Linked DNA regions of Mus musculus: region 1 is linked to region 2. The links are chromatin contacts, called in public HiChIP or PLAC-seq maps. All regions are on one chromosome and are shown on one strand. The core of a region is the stretch at or near the end of the contact, and the rest is flanking DNA. Distances in the headings are between cores, read along the strand shown. Region 1 overlaps Msi2 (musashi RNA-binding protein 2). Region 2 has its middle 28 kb from the start of 4930556N13Rik.

Region 1 (4,562 bases), core at 1,210-3,709, 230 kb before region 2:
GGGCATGGTGGCGCACGCCTTTAATTCCAGCACTTGGGATGCAGAGGCAGGCAGATTCTGAGTTCGAGGCCAGCCTGGTCTACAAAGTGAGTTCCAGGACAGCCAGGGCTATACAGAGAAACCCTGTCTCGAAAAATCAAATATATATACATATATGTATATATATACACACACACACATATGTGTGTGTGTGTGTGAGAGAGAGAGAGAGAGAGAGAGAGAGAGAGAGAGAGAGAGAGAGAGAGAGAGAGAGAGAGAGAGATCTATACTATTATAGCTGAATGCAGGATACAGGACAGGTGCCACAGCCACACCTTCCTGGATAGCTGTCACGTCTCCACCAGGTCTCTTAAAATATTCAATGAGTGAATGAATGAACCGAATCATCCACAACAAATCACCCGGGGGTCACACAGTACAAGCGGGGCACACTGCTGACATGCTGGAACAGAAAAGACACTAGAAATCCAGCTTTGGTGTCTCACTGCACTTGTGACTCCAGCTGGGACTCCCTCTCTCCTCCACTCGACAAGATGGCCCACAGAGTCCCATCTGCCACCCAACCCTCCTGAGTCCAAGAGTGGGTTGCCTGAGTCAGAAAGAGGCGTCCAGATTCAGGAAGCTCAGGCTTTTAACTGGAAGCTGCCGATGGGCACGTAAGCCACATGGCCAATGGCTGGCCCCAAACTAGAGCACGCATCGTGCTTTCTGCATGGTTTCAAGTGGACACTGTCCTAATGGCCATGCCTTGCCAGCTGCTTCTTCCTGCTGCATGGGGACACTACTCACCTAAAACTGTGTGGTTTACTGGGTTTCTCTTCTCCAGCAACTAAAGATGAGGGGATGTCACATGTGAGAACATTCTAGAAAAGATCCTGCCAGCATCTGCATGCAGGGCTCTCTTGATAAGCTAGTTGGCTGCGACCTCTTCTTGCTCCTGCATTCATCTCCTGTCTCTCCCATCCCTATGCTCTTCCTGATACACCAAGCTCTCCTCGAGAGTCAAACTCTATCAATGCTCTGCAATAGTTAATCTTGACTGTGAATTAGACTGAGAAAGCTTTAAAAAAAAAATCAGTAAAGCACGCCACTGAGTGTGTCTTTGAGATCATTTCTAGTGCCAGCCACAGGTATTAAGCAGCAACTAAGGGGGAAAAAACTGCCTTGGATGCAGGCAGCACCATGCCAAAGGCCAGGGGCCCAATGAAAAGGCAGGAAAAGGAAAAAGGTAATCCAGGCACACGCGTTTATTCTCATGCTCATTCACTCTCTACAGTGTTTGTGGGTCGCCATGCTATAAGCTGGTCTTTCCACTTAACTCAACAGAAACCTCAAGCCAATAGGAAATTCCTGCCCCCTCAAGCTGCATTCAGTCATAACTATGAGCAGAGCTGACTAATATGGGCCCTCTTCGGATTTCAATCTCTTCCTATACTTACTAATGGTCAAATTCTACTAACCTAACTCCCCTAATGTATTCACTCGACAGACCCATTAAGTGCTGGGCACGGGTGCGTACATGCTAAGAGAATGTGGAATCCAATCCACTATAAAATGGAGATATAATAATTAGCTTAGCACACAAGCTCCCATGAGGCCCGAGTTAAATACCATATGCCAAAGAGTCTAGCAGGGCACGCTGAAGATGACAGCTAGACGGTCACTGTAACTGAGCCGAGAGTCACTTAGAAAATCCATCCTTTATACTTAAAAATAAATGTACAGCAGAAAAACACGCTATACAAATAGCTTCTTTTTTTTTAATTTATTTATTTTATTTATATGAGAACACTGTCGCTTTAGTCAGGCACACCAGAAGAGGGCATTGGATCCCTTGTCAGATGGTTGTGAGCCACCATGTGGTTGCTGGGAATTGAACTCAGGTCCTCTAGGAAGAGCAGTCAGTGCTCTTAACCACTGAGCCATCTCTCCAGCCCACAAATAGCTTCTTTTAAAGAGTCAATTCCTACCATCCCATGCTAAACCTCAGTAACTGCAAAAGCACTTTTTAGCATCTCCATGGAATAGCTGATAATCCTATGGTTTACCTTTGGGTTCCTCTCTTCCCCCTTGCTCTTTCCTTTCCTTTCCTTTCCTTTCCTTTCCTTTCCTTTCCTTTCCTTTCCTTTCCTTTCCTTTCCTTTCCTCTTCTTCCTGTAAACTCCAACCAAGTAATTAGGTATTAACCGAGTAATTAGGTATCAGTAAAGAAATGTTAAGATAACCTCAAACATATCCCACTGGAAGCCTCAAAGCACCTCTCCTGGGACTTTCCATGGAAGAAACCCTGTGGCCTCCTCACTGCTTAGTGAAAGGCGACACAGAGCTGAGGCCCTACCTAGATTCCAAACATTCTTGGAAACCCAGAGGAGAAGAAAAATCGACCACCCTGTCTTCATCCAAACTACTGGAGAGCTCAGCAACTGGTTACATGAAAAGATCTCTTCATAGCCCTTCCACCGTTGCCTGGCAGCTGTGAGCATGCCAAGACAGAGCCCGAAGCACAGAGACAGGCAGCCAGCTATAAATCTTACCCAGTCTCCCCCAAAAGCCTTTAAAACCATTCCCGTTTTGAAAGGATGAGAAAATCCAGGCCCCGGACAATGCAGCAAAACATCTGAGTTACTAAAACATCCTCTGTAGGATCCGGCCTAGATAAGCAAGGCGCTCTCTCTCTCTCTCTCTCTCTCTCTCTCTCTCTCTCTCTCTCTCTCTCTCTCTCTCTCTCTCTCTCTCTCCCTCTCTCTCTCTCTCTCTCTCTCTCTCTCTCTCTCTCTCTCTCTCTCTCTCTCTCTCTCTCTCTCTCTCTCTCTCTCTCTCCTTAGCAAACACTAAAAAAGAAACTAGTTTCATTAGAAACTTCCAGCATGAAAAGGCCAGAGGGGAAATGTGCTTTAGGAGAGGGAAGCACAGTCAGGGGACACTGGCCTGTACATGGTGACCTCTCCCATCAGTGCCTCTGCAGCGGGCGGGTGGACAATGGGGTGATCTGCTCCAGGAATCTTCACACCATTACCACCAAATGGACTGTAGACTGGCTCTGTGATTTGCATTCTGGTGAGGGACGAGGGAGACAGAGGACCTGCAATCATAGTCTGTCTCTGTCTCTGTCTCTGTCTCTGTCTCTGTCTCTCTCTCTCTCTCTCTCTCTCTCTCTTCCATTTCCATGGCTACTGAGGAGGGCAGGAAGCAGAGAGGGCTGGAATGTTGGTCTCAGGTTCCCCGAAGAATTAAACAGAAGTCTTCACATTCCACATAAGCACGGTGGGTGCAATGTCTGTGTGTAGGTTTGTATTACTCGTGTGTGCTCATGTGTAACAAAGCATGCTGGCGTATGCTTAGGGTAGGTCTAGTCTATCCTTGGGTCTGGGCTTCTAGTTCTTCAAAACTATCCAGTAGCCTGCTGCACTTTAACCTTCTTCTGACCTTGGAAAGGTGAACAGAAACGCACTGGTATGCATTCGTCTCGGCTCTATGCTCATCTGAGGAATCCTTCAAACCAGTGACTGAGCCACCTGTGTCACCTCCCTGAAGCCTTGGACATCAGCAGTCTCCACACACGGGGCCTCGAACACTGGCGACTACACAGCAAGATGATGAGGGGCTGCAGTTGGCTCCCACAGTGCACTGAGATGAAAAAGTCACTGAGAACTCAAGGCCCCAAATCTCCGGGGAGTTAATCTTAGACTTCCTTCAGTTGGGGGTTTCGTTGGAGAACTGCAGGGAACTTTTATGTTGAAGTGCTTCACAGTGTGGGGGACCCTAGGGACCTATTCAAGAGCCCTGTACCCCCCAGGATGACAAGGAATACAAGGTTTAGGGTGTCGCTCTGGGAACATGTGTGTGTGTGTGTATGTGTGTGTGTGTATGTGTGTGTGTGTGTGTGTGTGTGTGTGAGAGAGAGAGAGAGAGAGAGAGAGAGAGAGAGAGAGAGGCAGACAGACAGACAGAGAGAGAAAGAGAGAGCACGCGCTTGTGTGCACACAGGAACGCAGGATATGGTCAGGCTCTCAAAGCCCTGCTGTGAAGTTTTGCATCTAGACCCATAATTTAACTAAACACCAAAGCTCTCCACACACCCCTTGGTGCTACAAAAGCCCCAGCATGCATGCCAGTCCTGAAAATTGCTGTTTACACGTGGCCTGAGCCAGCTGCTAACTACAGCTGCACACACACCCCCCCCCCCTTCCTGCCTCTAGCTAGAGAGCTGGTGTGTGCTGGGCTGGGGTGGATTTTGGTTTTGATTTTGGTAAGTTTTTAAAACTCCTCTTTTAAAACAATGTGCTTCCATCTGAAATGATCACTCAGAGTGAGGGCCCACTTGTGGGTCTTATTCTGTAGTCCAGGCTTGAACTTGTAGCAATTCTCCTGCCTCAGAGCCTTCCCAACTGTGGGGACCACAGGCATCAGTCATCATGCATGATTACTGCAAAGGGAGATAATTCCAATAGGGTGTTATATGTGCGATGGGAGGTTAGGGGAAAGAACACTTTAAGAACACACGAAGGGGGAAGTTAGCTCTAATACTATTGGCCCAAAGATACTAGTGATCACCAAAGCTA
Region 2 (4,972 bases), core at 633-3,132:
TCTGAAGTGTCTTACTTCCTGTCCTAAACTGTTGCTCTGAGTCCCCACGCATCCCCGTGCTTTTGCCTCGGAGGGCCTCGTTTCCTGACTAAGTAGCAAGCCAGCCAGTACAAAGGCTGAATAAACAGTCAGTAGAAATTAACTTGAATGTTCAGGGAGAAGAACAAAGACTTCCGACGTGAGCCAGGGAAGGAATCGTAATTGCCAGAGAGAGAGGGGCGGCCCTGAGCTCAGGCTGCTGGAGACTTGGGAGCGCGGATGTTGACAGTGGCGGAGACAGGCAGGCGCGCGATGCTGACTTGATAAGTGGAAGAGTGAGAATTCTAATTCAAGGAAGATGCAGATAGAGAGGAGCACGAGAACAGAGAGGAGGGGCCGCTGAGGGGTCCAGAGGCAAAAGGCAAGGTCCCCCTGCTCCCGGCGGGGTATCCTTGCCTGGGCTCCCAGCCCAGAGTAGACGTTCTCATGGGGACACCAACAGTAACCAAGTACGCATTCATGGAGACTCCAGGATAGGAGAAAGGCAGAGGCAACTGGCATTGTGTCTCCAGGGTGGAAGAAATGACGAGTCCTATGAACCCAGAGAAACAGAGAGGGCCCCACCCTAGACCATGGAAGCAGACCCATTTAAGAGACTTCTACAGAGAAGCAGCTGGCACGACCTGTCCTTACCCCACCCGGTGTAGCAGCTTACAGAGGGGTGTGAATGCTCAGAGCCATGCCCTGGAGGAAGGCGTTGCAGGGTAGCATCCTGAGGAAGAGTGCACCCTGGAGAAGGGTCCTAGGAGACAGCCTGCGATGAGAACACAGGCCTCTGTGCCTTGACGGGAAGGAAAGGGAGAAGAGGAGGCTAGATAGATGCCAGGAGACTTCCGAGGGAGGGGAGATTGGTTGGTGGTTCCAGAAATGGGATAAAGGAGAGCTTCCTGGAACATCTCCCCTGGCAGAAAGGAGGCAGCCAGCTCCCAGGACCCGTGGTTGGGGCTATCGGAGGAGTGTGAACACTCTGAACGGCAGCGTTTGCTGGAGAGAGACCATGACAGACCACCCAACCTCCAGAGACCACGAGGAGGGACAACCGGGTCCCTGCTGCCACTGGTGGCCCGCCAGAGTGGACACAGTACATGTTTGTGGCTGGAAAGCCAAGTGACGGTACAGAAGCCTGGGAAGGGTCCAAGCAGGACACCAGGCTTCCATCCTTGGGTAACTTGTGCCCCTCAATGCTAGGTAAAAGCCCCCCAGGAAGAACCAGACCTTCGAAAACCTCTGATTCTTTTAGTTGTTTGGCAAAAGACATCTCCATGCTCTGTGGCCTCTTAATTTCGTAGATGGTGAAAGGCAGAGAATTAAAGAATCAATGGGCAATTAAGGAGGTACTGGCAGGTACTGGCCAAGAGCATATTATTTATTTATTCAGCCAGCCACACTCATTTTTAAAGAGCTAACTTCCATTTTGTTTCTGACACCAAAAATAAATCAAACTAAAAACTGTATACATCATAACTGAAAAAAAAATACATATTTGCATGGTATGTCGCCCCTGTGAAGCCTCAGCTGCGACCTGCAAAAGGAATTTTTGTGTAAAAAAAAAAAAAGAGAGAGAGAGATGAATTCATTCTGCACTGGCCTTCCCTGAGGGTACAGATAGGATCGAAAAGACAAAAATAAGGTTTTAATTCACTAGTGATTTTCCCACCCCGTCTCAAGCTTCTTTTTGATTCTTAGCATCCATTTTCCTGGGTCGTCTTGGGAGGGTTGCAAGATTTCAATCCATTAACACAGTAGTAGGTTGGTGAAATTTCAGAACAGGCTGAGATGAACAGCCACAATGAGGACACAGCTGCCCTGGGGCTCCCGGCAGAGAACTCAGCCTATGATTCAGCTCCTAGCCCATGATCTGGCGCCCTAAGGGAGGGGATCTCTTTGAAGAGCCCTCTTTTCTCTCCTCTACTTCCCCGACTTGGGAGAAATCCAGTCTTGCCCCCTAGTCCATATCAGCTCTCTGATTTTGGAGCAGCTCCTTGGCACTAAATATACCTGCACCATTGACTGTCTTCCACCCTCCCTCCCCTCCTCACCCCGCCCCGCCCCCCACGCACCTCCTCATTCCCTCCCCAGCAAGCGCTTTTGGCGTACTACAGGTATCTTCCCAAGCTACCCCAAGGTTGATTCTAGGACAGTGGCTCTCAAACTTAAGTCTGCATCTAAACTACGTGGACAAAGTGCTACACGGTTCTCGGTCAGTAAGTCTCGGGTATGAGCTGGGGATTTGCATTCCTGTTAAGTTTAATACTGAGACAAGTGCTTGGAGAACCTGTTTTCTGGGATGAGGCAAAGGGAGGGGATACCCGTAGTAGCTTGTGCTGTGGTGCCATCTAGTGGACATAGACCACAATAGCAGCAGTCTGCCCTGTGGAGTGCACAAGACTTCATTCCACTCCTTTAAACACTTCAAAAACCATTCTCTTTTACGACTCTACTTCTTAAGGTGGGCCTTTTACTGTTTAAATGCTCTCTTTCCACCCTCTGAATAAGACCATTACAAACTATGCCCTGCCGAATATGGATGAAATGAAACAGGAAACTGGGTGTTTTGAAACGAAACTGCACACCCTGATTTTGATAACTGTCCCCCAGATACATCTGACCTAAGGCACAACACTGCACACATGGCAGACAGCAGGCCATCACCCAGATCACACAATAATTAGCTCTAACCCCAAACCAGGACCCAAGGATTCCATGTTGTCTCAACCCAGGGGGAAGCACACCACTTTAGAAGTAACTGGACAACCCTGAGGACGTGGCTGTTGGGGAGAACTTATCAGAGCACACTCGGAACCCTAGGTTCTCTCTCCAGCATGACCTGAACTGGATATAGTGGTCACACCTGTAATCCCAGCCTGGCAGTTGGGAGATCGAAATGGGAAGGTTGAAAGCTCAAAGTCAACCAGGGGGTGCTGACGGACAACTTTAATTCCAGCACCAGGGGAGCAGAGGCAGGTGGACCTCTGTGAGTTTGAGGCTAGCCTGGTCTACAGAGCAAGTTCCAGGATACACAGAAAAACCTTGTCTCAAAAAAAAAAAAAAAAAAAAAAAAAAAAAAAGAGGGATGATGGAGAAGGAAGAGAAGGAAGGGAAGAAGAAAGCTGTTTACGGTTATTCTTCTATTTTAAAACTCAGAGAAAAAGGAAAAGACAGGGTCACAAGTTCAAGGCCTGCCTCAGCTACCTGGACTATGGCTTGAGTTTAAGGCCAGCTTGGAAAACTGTCTCAAAATAAAAATGTAAAAAGGGCTGGCGATGTAGCCTAGCGATAGAACACGCGTGAAGGCCTGTATTTGCCCCACCCCAGGATTGAAAAAAAAATGTAGGTTTCAAAGTCCCATTCTTAAGAATCTCTGGTTCAGTGGGCCTGGGCCCAGCCACTTGCAAGCATTATAAATAAATTGTAGCAAACGCTTGAGCCTCTACTGTGAGACAGCCTGCAGGGCGGTGACCTCAGAACCCTGTTCCCTACCTAGCACTATCCAACAGAAACAATCTGAGCCATACTCAGACTCGTGACAATGCATGCTCATTAGCCTCCCGTTAAACATCAAAGGGGCGGGGCTGCAGAGGTGCCACAGTGGTTCAAAGCATCACTGGCCGTTCTCCCAAGGGGTCCAGGTTTGAGTTCCCAGAACGTACATGGCAGCTGCCAAGCATCTGGAACCCAGTTCCAGGGGTCCTGACTCCCTCTTCTGACTTCTTCAAGCACCAGGCAGGCACGAGATACACAGATTATGCTCGCAGGCAAAATAAAATACCCATCTACATAAATGATCACTTTTGTGGCAAAGGAGGAGCCAGGAATGTGGTTTGGTTAGTAGAGAACTTGCCTACCATGGAAGAAGACCTAAATTTGGCCCGTGGCCCTGTGTAGCTGGGCATGGTGGTAAATGGCTGTGCTCTGAGCACTTGTGAAGATGGAAAGATCAGAAGTCCAAGATCACCACTGACATGGGGAACTCAAAGCCAGCAGCATAGGCTACATGAGATCTGATATTGGAAACTAAACTAGACTGAACAGGGCACAGGGGAACTCTGGGACCCAAGATCCATCCTATGCTCACCTTTTGAAGGTCATCTGGGATATGTGCATATTTGAGAAGGCATCACATTCTACTCTCCAGACTCCCTTGCACTTATTATGATCTAAAGGTAACAATGGGGAGGTAATATCCTAAAGGTAATAGTGCATATGAGTGCTGTGTCCTCCGGGGCCAGAGACGTCAGATCCCCTGGAACTGACTTCCAGGTGGCTAAGAGCCACCCGATGTGAGCACTGGGAACTGAACCCAGGGCCTCTCCAAGAGCACATGATCTTAACCACTGATTTTTTTATGTGGATTCTGAGGTCGAGATTCTCACACTTGTACAAGCAGTAACTTTACTGAGCTATGTATGTAGCACATGCACACCCCCAAATACTAATCTTTTAAAATACGGATTTTTTATTCTGTGTGTCTGTATGTATATGTGCATGTGAGTAGCCACAGGGGCCAGAAGCATCAACCCTTCTGTAGTTTGGGGTTACAGGCAGTTGTTAGCTGCCCAGCGTAGATGCTAAGAACCTGACTCTAGTCCTCCAAAAGAGCAGCATTCTTTACGGCTAAACAAGCTCTCCAGCCCCCAAATGGTAATAATGTTTAATCATCTCTTAGTGAATAACTTCATCTCAGACCAGTTAAGTCTGCTCAATTTGGCCGATTTCAAGTTAAGTGTTAATACACAACCAGTGTGGACCATCGAAGCCCTGGGAAGGACCTCAACCTTTGATGAACAAAGGAACAGACTCCGAGTGATTAAAATGAAGATCAATATCCAGGTGCAGTGGCTTGTGCTTATGTGGCCCAAGTTACTCGGGAATTTAGGCTCCCAAGCACCCAGAGAGAGCAGGGAGCGTGGATACCAGAAGACACAGGTTCAAG

What was found. HiChIP or PLAC-seq counts read pairs in DNA pulled down with a chosen protein or histone mark.
Region 1: an H3K27ac HiChIP or PLAC-seq map of stem cell-derived neural progenitor cells shows a contact between it and region 2, with 5 times the contacts expected there. The contact joins two enhancer-like sites. A contact is called at or near these places in 4 of 484 Hi-C or Micro-C datasets (cortical neurons, granulocyte-monocyte progenitors, muscle stem cells and 1 more), 7 of 115 datasets of contacts at active chromatin or transcription factors (embryonic basal ganglia, embryonic hindbrain, embryonic stem cells and 1 more) and 2 of 9 other capture datasets (adipose tissue and pancreatic islet).

What each region holds. Positions count from the first base shown.
Region 1 is chr11:88,591,697-88,596,258 of GRCm38.p6, forward strand. All of the region lies in intron 5 of Msi2 (musashi RNA-binding protein 2), which reads right to left. Among named protein-coding and RNA genes, the nearest start is that of 0610039H22Rik, 25 kb to the right of the region's middle. Within about 2 kb of position 2,460, at least 106 of the 459 cell types and tissues checked have an H3K27ac peak or open chromatin away from gene starts, as enhancers often do. A contact at or near this core is called in muscle stem cells and stem cell-derived neural progenitor cells, where this site is marked.
Region 2 is chr11:88,820,864-88,825,835 of GRCm38.p6, forward strand. No RefSeq gene overlaps it. Among named protein-coding and RNA genes, the nearest start is that of 4930556N13Rik, 28 kb to the right of the region's middle. Within about 2 kb of position 1,883, at least 52 of the 459 cell types and tissues checked have an H3K27ac peak or open chromatin away from gene starts, as enhancers often do. A contact at or near this core is called in muscle stem cells and stem cell-derived neural progenitor cells, where this site is marked.